Linked DNA regions of Mus musculus: region 2 is linked to region 1. Evidence: chromatin contacts called from public HiChIP or PLAC-seq data. All regions are on one chromosome and are shown on one strand. The core of a region is the stretch at or near the end of the contact, and the rest is flanking DNA. Distances in the headings are between cores, read along the strand shown. Region 1 has its middle 18 kb from the start of Gm40632. Region 2 overlaps Crybg1 (crystallin beta-gamma domain containing 1).

Region 1 (4,671 bases), core at 912-3,411:
GTGTTGTGTGAATCCTTATGACACTGCAGCATTCCCTGGTTACCTGATACTCTAAGCGTCTTCACTGGAGCCAAGAGTTAAGTTTTCTGTTTATTATTATTATTTTTTTTTATTTTACTAAAGAAACAGTCACAGACTACCCACATTGCTGATTTTTCTATTAACTCCATATGTGTAAGTCACCAATGTGCTTGGCACTTCAGTTTCCTTTTTTCTGGAAGTTGGAGATTATAAAGCTGGGTTTCCATGATTATTAAATAAAAGCATATAGAAAAAGCAGATGGCTCAAAGTGCCGATGTGCAGGAATACGCGGTGGGAAAGGGATGAGTTTGACTCAAACGGCAGAAAGTGGAACTGGGGAGAAAGACAGCGGCTGCCAGGCTTTGAGCGCACCTGCCTGCCTGCCTGCCAAGCCTCACGTTGAAATCTCGGGCTCTTAGAGGCTTCTGTACAGAGACTGGCAGCCAAATGCCACTGCTTATAGTATGGTCTCCAGGGAGGCTTGAAGGCACCAAGGGCTCGCTGAAATTCCCGGGAGATCTCCTTTGGGGTCCTCCCACCCTACACGGAGGAGCTATTACAAACTTAAGAAAAAGAGGCAACTGTATCTATCACGAGCCAGTCCCATTTTGGGGCGGGTCCAGAGGGGGAAGCAGTTGCCTCTGGGCATGCTCTGCTCCACTGGCCTGGACTGCAAACCAGACCGTTGACTACACAAGTTCAGAAAGATTTGTCGCTGGCTTTGGTAAATCACACCAGTTTCCAACCATGGAAATATTCGCTTGTTTACCTCATGCGTGTCTCCTGCCAGCATGCCTGCAATCCCGGCACAAAGCACTGAAGCAGGAGGATCATCCATTCCAGGTTAACCTCGGCAATAGAGTGAGACCCTGTCTTAATAAACACAGGAGCAGCCAGAGGAATGAGGAAGATCAGAGACATGATGACAGGGAATGGATATGAGCCAAGTACAATGATATCTATCTGGGGGCAGACGCCATGATAATTAATACCTACTGTTTTGCACACAAACTAAAAAAAAAAAAAAAAATCAATAAAAAAAGTGCTGTCATTAATTTTTTTTTAGGATGGAGAAACAGTTTGTATGAATTTACATTCTTGTTATAATGAAGACTTTGTAAGTTTATTGATAATTATAAAAGCTTGCAGTACAGTATCAGGAAAGCAGTCGACTGCACCCTGATAGGTCCTCATTCACCACAGGAAACAAGCCAGAAATAAGCCCATCGAGGTGATTGAAGCTTGGGATTCTGTGGTGGGAGCACTCTCTGAGTTCGAGACCCACCTGGGCAACAGACTCAGACACAGTCTCAAAAAAGCAGAACCAAAGAGCTCCTTCTCTTCTTCTGTAAAGGACTGACACACCTTTAACTGGCTTTGGCATTATGAGAAAAACTCCAGGACTCAGATCAAACAAAGCAGAGGCCTGGTCCTTCCAGCGCTTGCCGGCCTCCACCTGTGCTTTCTGTCCCATCAAAGGAATGGGGATTAGCTGCCCTAACGCCGCTGGAATGAAGCTCGGATTATCTTGGTGTCTGTTTTCACAGGCATTGAGCCTGAACCCCTTAGCCAGTGAGACCTGACTGGGCCTCTCTCTTGTAAAAGTAGGCAGGCCCAGCTGAGCTGATACCAGATACAACAGGAGTCCAGCCCCTACCACATGTCACTTCCATTAAATCCCATCTTGTTGCTTACTGGGTGTGTGGCCTTGGTTAACCACAAACCCTCAGAAAAGCCTCAGATCAGCTGAAAGCCTTTGTTTTTTAGCCAGCTCTTAGGGTATAATGAGAAGAGTTACTCGGAATGTTAAAACGTTCCTTTCCTACTGCCAGGGCTGAAACCGAATGGGACACACCAGTAAGATGGCTGGTCCTCATGATTCCATTCATGACAAAAAGAGACGTTATCTGGTCTCTTCCCGTGACCGTGTAGAAAATGGCATGGTGTTCAAGAGCCTTCTAGTTAACTGAGGTGCTCTGAGCAGGTAGCCAAGGAAGAAAGGCAGTATTTAAAGGGGCAGTTAGTGTTCAGAGGGGGGAAGGAAGTATCTTAATTCTTTATACTGTCCCTGACCCCAGCCTCCGTTCCATAAATAGGCCAGGATAACATTTGCTGCCAGAGGAAGTATTCAGATACCACTTCTAAAGGCCATGAGTGATTCACACTGGAGGTCAATAATTAACTTAGCCGGGAATGTGTTCAACTGCACAACTACTCTTAACTCTTTAAATCTCAGAAGACATTCTCCCCAGCTTGGTGAAAGATAACAACTGGAAACAGAGCAGTGTCCACACGGATCTGTGATGCTGGTGGGTGGAGGAATGTCGCCGTCTGTTTTATGATTAGCATACCTTGGAGCATTAAGTCACAGAATGCTTCAGGGAGTGAGATGTCTTCGATCTACCACATGGAAAAGGCTGAGGACTGGATGGTTTCCATCTTGGCAGTCATTATTTTCAGGATGAAATAGACATGCTTTATTCATCAGGAGACCTAATTGCATGACTTTTTTCCTATCCCAGTTCTAAACTAGAGGCAGGTGATCAGGGAGGAGGGACATTTCCTACCTCTGACTGGGCATCCTTCAAGGATCTCCTAAATGGAGACTTTGGTAAACGACAAGAGGCAATAGTGGTTTCGGATTATTCCAGATGAAGAAATCACCCACCATTGGTTTGGGGAAGGGGAGTTGTTTCTGGTTTGTGGGAGGTGCCCACCCCCATGAGCTAGCCAGTCTTGTCAAGGAGGCAACCCTAATGACTCTATAAGAACTGGCAATGTGAACTATGCATGGGTGAAGAGAAAAAAAATTCCGCGGGGGCATGGGCAGCCTGTCAGGCAGAGATGGGCTTAGGCCTCAAATGGCTTGTGGGCGAGTGGTGGGAAACCTCAGAGAGAAACAACTTCACTGGGCCACAAACAACTCTCTGCTGACTCCCATGTGCCCCCTGGCAGGAACACTAGCAAGAGAACTGCACCCCCACTGTGGTTACGTCATGTCCCTCAGAGTTCATATGCTGAAGGCTTAACCCCCACACCTCAGACACTGGCACGATTTGGACAGAGGATCTTTGAAGAGTTAAAAAAGACCTTTGAGAGGACCATATAAGTTAAAATGGGGCCACAAGGATGTACCCTAACAATGTGGCCTTATGAGAAGAAATATGAACACAGGAAGGAACTCCAGGCCCTCTACATGCGGAGAGATCATGTGAGGATACACAGAGAGGCAGAGCCAGGACAGAGACCTACGTCTTCACATCTTGATCTTAGACCTTCAGCCTGTAGACCTGTAAGACTGTGTCCTAGTCAGAGTCACTATGACTATGCTGAAACACCATGACCAAAAGTAAGCTGGGGAGGAAAGAGTTGATTTCACTCACAGTGCCATAGAACAGTCCCTCACCAGAAGCTGTGTGGGCAGGAACCTGGAGGCAGGAGCTGATACAGAGGCCATGGAGGGATGCTGCTTACCGGCCTGCTCATCATGGCTTGCTCACCCTGCTCTCTTAAAGAAATCAAGGCCACCAGCCCAGGGATGGCATGACCCACAATGGGCTGGGCCATCCTCCATCAATCCCTAATTAAGAAAATGCCTTACAGGTTTGCCTATAGCCTGATCTTGGGAAGCGTTTTCTCAGTTGAACCTCTTCCCTCCTTTCTAGCTTGTGTCTCTCTCCACTGACATAGAACTGCCCAGCACAAATGGTTTCTGCTATTCAGCCCCCTAGCCTATGACTGAGTCAATTCGAGTCTTTTGAGGAGGACAGACAACAAACAAATTATTTAATTGATATTTTAAGGACAGCCATGGAGGGCATTGGAAAGGGTGAGTTCCTTTGAGAAAACATATCAAGAACAGCTAGAAGAAGAGTTCCGGGAAAGCCGGCCACAGGAGCTCCCACTGTGGGATGCTGGGAAACAAGACTGATGCCCCAGAACAGCAGGTGACATGGCTTCCTGGAGTTGACAGAAGTATCTAGCTAAGCCTTGATCTTGAAAGCAAGTCCAAACTATTATAGGTTTTTAAGTGGGCAAGGGGATCAATAATTCGAGTATATTTTCTTCTAGAATATTCTAAGTAGGCAGAGGCTTCCAGGCACAATGTGTGTAAGGGAGGAAGGCTAAGCAGAAGTGGGAGCAGGCAGGTAAGGATGAGGGAGAGAGCTTCACACATAAACGTTTTGCTCAAAGGGCAGGGCTTGGTGATGGGAAATTGCTTTGGAGTTGTTTTGTCCCTGTAGCTGCCTGTCTGGGTGCTCAAAACATGTAGATGGATGTGTCCTTGGTGGACAGGTCTCCAAAGTCAAGTGGTTGTCATGCAATCTGCTTCATGCCAAGGGTGTGGAGACCAAAGGGCTATCTCCTCTCACATTCTCTCTTCCCCATCCCTGTGGAATCGCATCACAGACCGCACCACAAGCCTCTTCAGAACCCTGTAGGGAAAACAGCTGACAGCTTTATGACTCAGTCAAAACTGCTACCTGGAAACTGTGCATAAAGCCACACTTCACCTTTCTCCGTGAGGCTCTGCTGTTTCCTGGTTGTCTTTTCAACTGTTCACAGCTGGAGTGGAAGGGAAGGCAGGGAAAGGGCATTATCTTCAAAGCGACTGAACTTCCCCCATGTTCGTCCTCCAAGGGGACTCT
Region 2 (4,956 bases), core at 1,086-3,585, 300 kb before region 1:
CCATCCCCCATCCCCTCCACGTTCAACACACACACACACACACACCATTGATAAGGAAAGCGGCTGCGGGGCTCCAGGCCCGTCTAGTCTGACCACATACTGTAATGTGGCTTCTGAGACATGAGCTCCTGCTTCAAACCCAGGCCTTGTCACCAGCTAGGTGACCTCAGAGGAGTCACCTACCTTCTCTAGGTCTCAGCTTTCTCTCTTTAGAAAAGAACAGGCAAGTTGTACATTGGGTAAACCAAATTAAATAACTTCCCAAGTGCTTGGCAAACGGTGGTTTTCATTTGGCTACAAACTGACAAGCTCCTCTGCCTGCCCTGAGGAATGTTTATATAAAATGGTTCATAAAACAAAAAAGTGGGAGTGGCTCTGTCTGAAAGCAGCCATGGGGAGCCTTCTGGTCCTGTAGCCTCTGTTAGCCCTCAGTGTAACCCCTTAAGGGGACTTCCAAAATTCCCTTAACCATAAGTTTTGTGTGAAATAAAAACTAATTCTGTTCTAAATTATGTAGGGGTTTTGTTTTGTATTACCTTTTAAGTTACAGATACAAAAGAGAGCAATGGGCCAGATATGTGAAATGCCTTGGCTAAATTCACACAGATATTAGTGTGAGAGCCAGGACTGAGGCCAAGGCAGGCAAATGCCAACACAACACATTCTGCTATTGTGAAAGAACACATTGTGTACACTAAAGACATTATTCCCAGTAATAAGTAATTAGACCTAAGAAATGTGAATGAGCTGGGAGACTCTGCCCTAGACACATTAACAAAGTCAGTTAACAAATTATGGTATAGCCGTATGGTTAAAAAATTTGCTTCTACTAATGTTTGTGTAAAATTCCAAGGAAGTCAGTCTTAGGACCCTGGAAGTTATAATGTTAACTCATCCTTTTGTCTTAGCAAAAGGCAAGCAGCCAAGCAAGCCCTATGAACACTGCCATTTTCATTCTAGTAAAATATTTATGCATATGAAACCACTGGGAATAAGGCAGAATGCTGATGAGCAGCAGGTTTAGGAAAGATTTAAAAACACTTTCCATGTTCAGAGGGACAGCTCAGTGGATACAGTGTGAGGACCTGAGACCCATAGAAAAGGTGGTCATGGGAATGAGTGTCTCTAATCCCAGCATTCCCGTAGTGAGATGGAAGATGGAGCCAAGAAAAGCTTGGCAGCTCCCAGACCTGACAACTTGGGTGTGCAGTGCTGAACATCGAGAGACTGTCTCAGCAAAGTCGAACCTTGACACCCATGGTTGTCCTCTGACTTCACACATGCATGCATGCATGCATAAATACATACTGCGCATTTAAAATATGGGAAGGCATTAAGTATTTAAATTTGTTCCTTATACCTTGTAATGTCTGCCAGTTCAGTGCCACTCACTGTGAATGAATATGAATACTTGGTAAATTAATAGTTTCTTAGATTTATAGTCTCATCTGTCATATGTAGGTAAGATACTTTATATTAAAAATATGTGCTAGTGTTTGTAGGATTGTTTAGGAAGTTTCATGGGAAAGCAGATACACACCAGGGGATGCGGACTTTGTGGTCTCTTTGGCAGCTGGTTTGTATGTCGACTTAACACCAGGCTGCTAACTGCCCTGTTGCTTTGTCCTTGCAGCCCCGCCAGACCCAAACATGTGGAACTAAATCTGAAAACTCCGAAGAATCCTGACAGTTTGGGAAATGAGCACAACTCATTTAGCCAGCCAGTTCATAAGGGGAACACAGCCAACAAAATCTCCTTATTTGAAAACAAGCGGGCTAACAGTAGCCCCCGCCACCCCGACGTCCGTAACACAAGGAACAATCCTCCCTCTAGTAAGACATTTGTTGGGAGGGCGAAGCTGAACTTAGCCAAAAAGGCCAAAGAAATGGAGCAACCCGAAAAGAAAGCTGTGTCAACCAGCCACCAGAATGGCCTGGTGGTCAAAGAGCCATCTGCAGAAGGGAAAGGCACAGCAGTCCCTGTCCCCAGAGAAGAGATTCGTCCAGCCACCAGAGGAGGGGAAGGAGAGTCCACCAAGGATCAGGTCCTCCGCCCTGAGCCTGAGCAAAGTGATAAGCTGGATGTACAAACAGACACTGCCTATCCTTCCCACCCAGGGCCCACTGCTCTGGTTCCTGTGAAGGACTCTGAGCTCTCAGGAGAGGGCCAGCCAGAGGCTGCTGACAGCAAAGGCCCCGTCCTTAACAACACAAGTGATGTTGCACAGGACATCGCTGCCATTTGTGATGCCAGAGAGGCTCCCCCAAAGCCACAGGATGCATTTTCTGACTCACAGCCAGCTTCAGCGGCTGAGTCAGCTAGGGAGTCATCTCTCCCGCCTTCTGCACCCATTTCTGTGGACGCTCCCCAAGATGGCTGTGTTCAAGTTCCCATATGCAGTGTTCCCTGCACTGCTCTAGAAGTGTCAGAAAACCACAATGGGTGTGTTTCGCCAGTCTCTCCTCACACTGAGAAAACTCCCATCTCCAAACCTGGAGTGGGAGAAGCCAGTCCCCCTTCCACTCCAGAGCACAGCCCAGAAACTATGGGGAAAGACTGTCCCTCCAAAGTCCTCGTCCAGGTCCGGTCCTTTGTGCTTCCCGTGGAGAATCCTCAGGATGTGAGCTCTCAGGTCATCTCAGAGAGCTCTGAAGTTAGAGAGGCACAGCTGCCAAGCTGTCACAGTAATGAGCCTGAAGTGGTGTCTGTCACCACTTGTGTTCCGCAGCACGAGGATGCACCAGACACATCACCCAAGGACATCCATCACAGAGAAGGACATGTGGCACAGTCTCGACCACACATCACACAGTCAGGACCTGAGAAGGCTCCGCCCATCCAGAGCAGCAGTGGGATGCCCCAGACAGCGGAGTTCATCCTCACCCACTCTCCCAGCAGCAGAAGTCATGCAGAAGGCCCCCAAAGGCCAGGTCAAGATGCGACCAGCCCACTTACCCCTACCAGGCTTTTGAACATTTCTGCTGGTAGTGACAATAGTGTCTTGGATTCTTCTTCTGATATGGAAAAATTCACTGAAATTATTAAAAAGATGGACAGTGCAGTATGTGTGCCCCAGAAAAAGAAGAAGGCCCGGGTCCCAAACTCTCCAGCCCCTCACTTCGCTATGCCTCCCATTCACGAGGACAGTTTGGAAAAGGTGTTTGATCCCAACGTGTTCACCATTGGTTTAGGGAAGAAGAAGGAAAGCCTGGCAGAGGTGTCACCAGCTTTGCACTTGTTGCAGAACCACGACCCCATATCCAAACTGAGAGCCAAGCGTGCATCCACCGAGCAGAGCATCGTCTTCAAGTCCTTGCACACTAACAGTAATGGGAAGAGCGAGCCACAGACCACTTCAGAAGCAAGTGACAAGGAGAACAGGGACATCAACAGCGGCGGCGTTAAGAGGTCACGGCTAGAAAACAGCACGCTTTTCTCAAGCATGCTTTCTTCTCTGCCACAAGACAAAGTCTTTTCTCCCTCCGTGACGTCAGTCAACACAATGAGCACATCTTTTAGCACTTCTCAGAACAGCTCCGTATCTCAGTCATCAGTGGTACAGCCCAGGAAGGAGGGTGGCCTGCCCTGTGGCTCAGACAAAGAACAGCCACACCTTGCACCCCACAACTCCTTAAAGGTCTTCAATTTCAATTCATCAAATACATCTCGTCTGGGTTCCAGCCACATGGAAAAGTACCCACAAAAAGAGGGAAGCAAGGAAGATGTGAATTCTCAGGGCAACCTACAATTGCCAGAAAACAACCTTTCAGACTTACCCAAACTGAAGAACAGCGATGGCGTGGAAGGTATTCTGAAGTCAAACCTGCCGAATGTTGGGAGCGTGGACGCGGACTTCCTGGGCCTTTTCAAAGCAAGCCGGTATGACCCAGGCCATTCCTTTTCTGGAATGTCCTTATCAGACTCTATGGTAAGTACTAATTCTTATTTAGATGGGATGTTTCTAAACCTAGAGGCAGTGAGGGGCTCAGGTTGTATTTTTACAGGGGTTGTACATGTGCAATAAGTTTCTATTTGTTTACCATGTACCTTTTGTTTTGTTTTGAGACAGGGTTTCTTTGTGTAGCTCTGGCTGTCCTGGATTTAGTTGTGTAGACCTGGCTGGCCTTGAATTCACAGAGATCCACCTGCCTCTGTGCTATGATTAAAGGTGTGCACCACCACTGCCTCACCCCTCTACCCCTACCTCTGTGCACTTTTAAATCTATGTGCAAGGAACTCTTGGAGTCCAAGAAACAAAGACACCAACACTTCCTCCCCCAAGACATTTGTGGCCAAGCCGGGAGAATAAGTTATGTTTCAAGGCATTTGTGAATGTCAGTGTTGTACTATGGAAAGTATAGGAAAGATGCTTTGAGCGATCAGAAAACCTAGGAGACTCGTATTCTTTGTATTCTCTGTAAAAACACTCAGTGCTATATTTAGAATTTTCAAGATGTGTGAAACAGCTTCCTCTACTTGCAAAGGCCCCGCCCAGCCCAAGGATCCCCCTTCTCCTTCCTCTTTGCTCTGAGGTTTCACTCGCTCTCCATAATCGTCATATGTGTAGTTGGGAAACTACCTAAATGGGAATTTGTCTTCCTCAAGTTTGTGGCATAAAGTTTAGTTTGCATTCGTTCTTTCCCTGATAGAGGGAGCTGCAAAATGCAGCTTCCATTTCTTCCTCTCTGAACTGCCTGAAGTTTCCTCTTTGATGGAGACTGAACGTAGGGCCTTTTGTTAGTAAGCACGCTGTTTGTTGCTGGGCCCCATCACCAGCCCAGGATTGTTTGTGCCCTTCTGGTTCCAAGCTCCCTGTTTAAGTTGAGGGAGACTGTGCCTATAACTTGCTTTGCAGTGAGCAAAGCTGTCAGGCAAGTAGAGACATGACCACAGAAAGGACCTGGCGCCCTTCTTCACTGGGCAGGGTGTGGAGGTGGTTTTTGCTATAATCCTCT

What was found. HiChIP or PLAC-seq counts read pairs in DNA pulled down with a chosen protein or histone mark.
Region 2: a contact with region 1 is called in an HNF4G HiChIP or PLAC-seq map of pancreatic cancer cells. The contact joins two enhancer-like sites. A contact is called at or near these places in 1 of 39 promoter capture datasets (pre-B cells) and 1 of 115 datasets of contacts at active chromatin or transcription factors (pancreatic cancer cells).

What each region holds. Positions count from the first base shown.
Region 1 is chr10:43,691,666-43,696,336 of GRCm38.p6, reverse strand. No RefSeq gene overlaps it. Among named protein-coding and RNA genes, the nearest start is that of Gm40632, 18 kb to the right of the region's middle. Within about 2 kb of position 2,161, at least 55 of the 459 cell types and tissues checked have an H3K27ac peak or open chromatin away from gene starts, as enhancers often do. A contact at or near this core is called in pancreatic cancer cells, where this site is marked.
Region 2 is chr10:43,996,025-44,000,980 of GRCm38.p6, reverse strand. It overlaps Crybg1 (crystallin beta-gamma domain containing 1), which reads left to right. Exons shown (of 22, transcript NM_001368305.1): 4 at 1,634-3,929. Among named protein-coding and RNA genes, the nearest start is that of Gm40636, 30 kb to the right of the region's middle. Within about 2 kb of position 2,335, at least 80 of the 459 cell types and tissues checked have an H3K27ac peak or open chromatin away from gene starts, as enhancers often do. A contact at or near this core is called in pancreatic cancer cells, where this site is marked.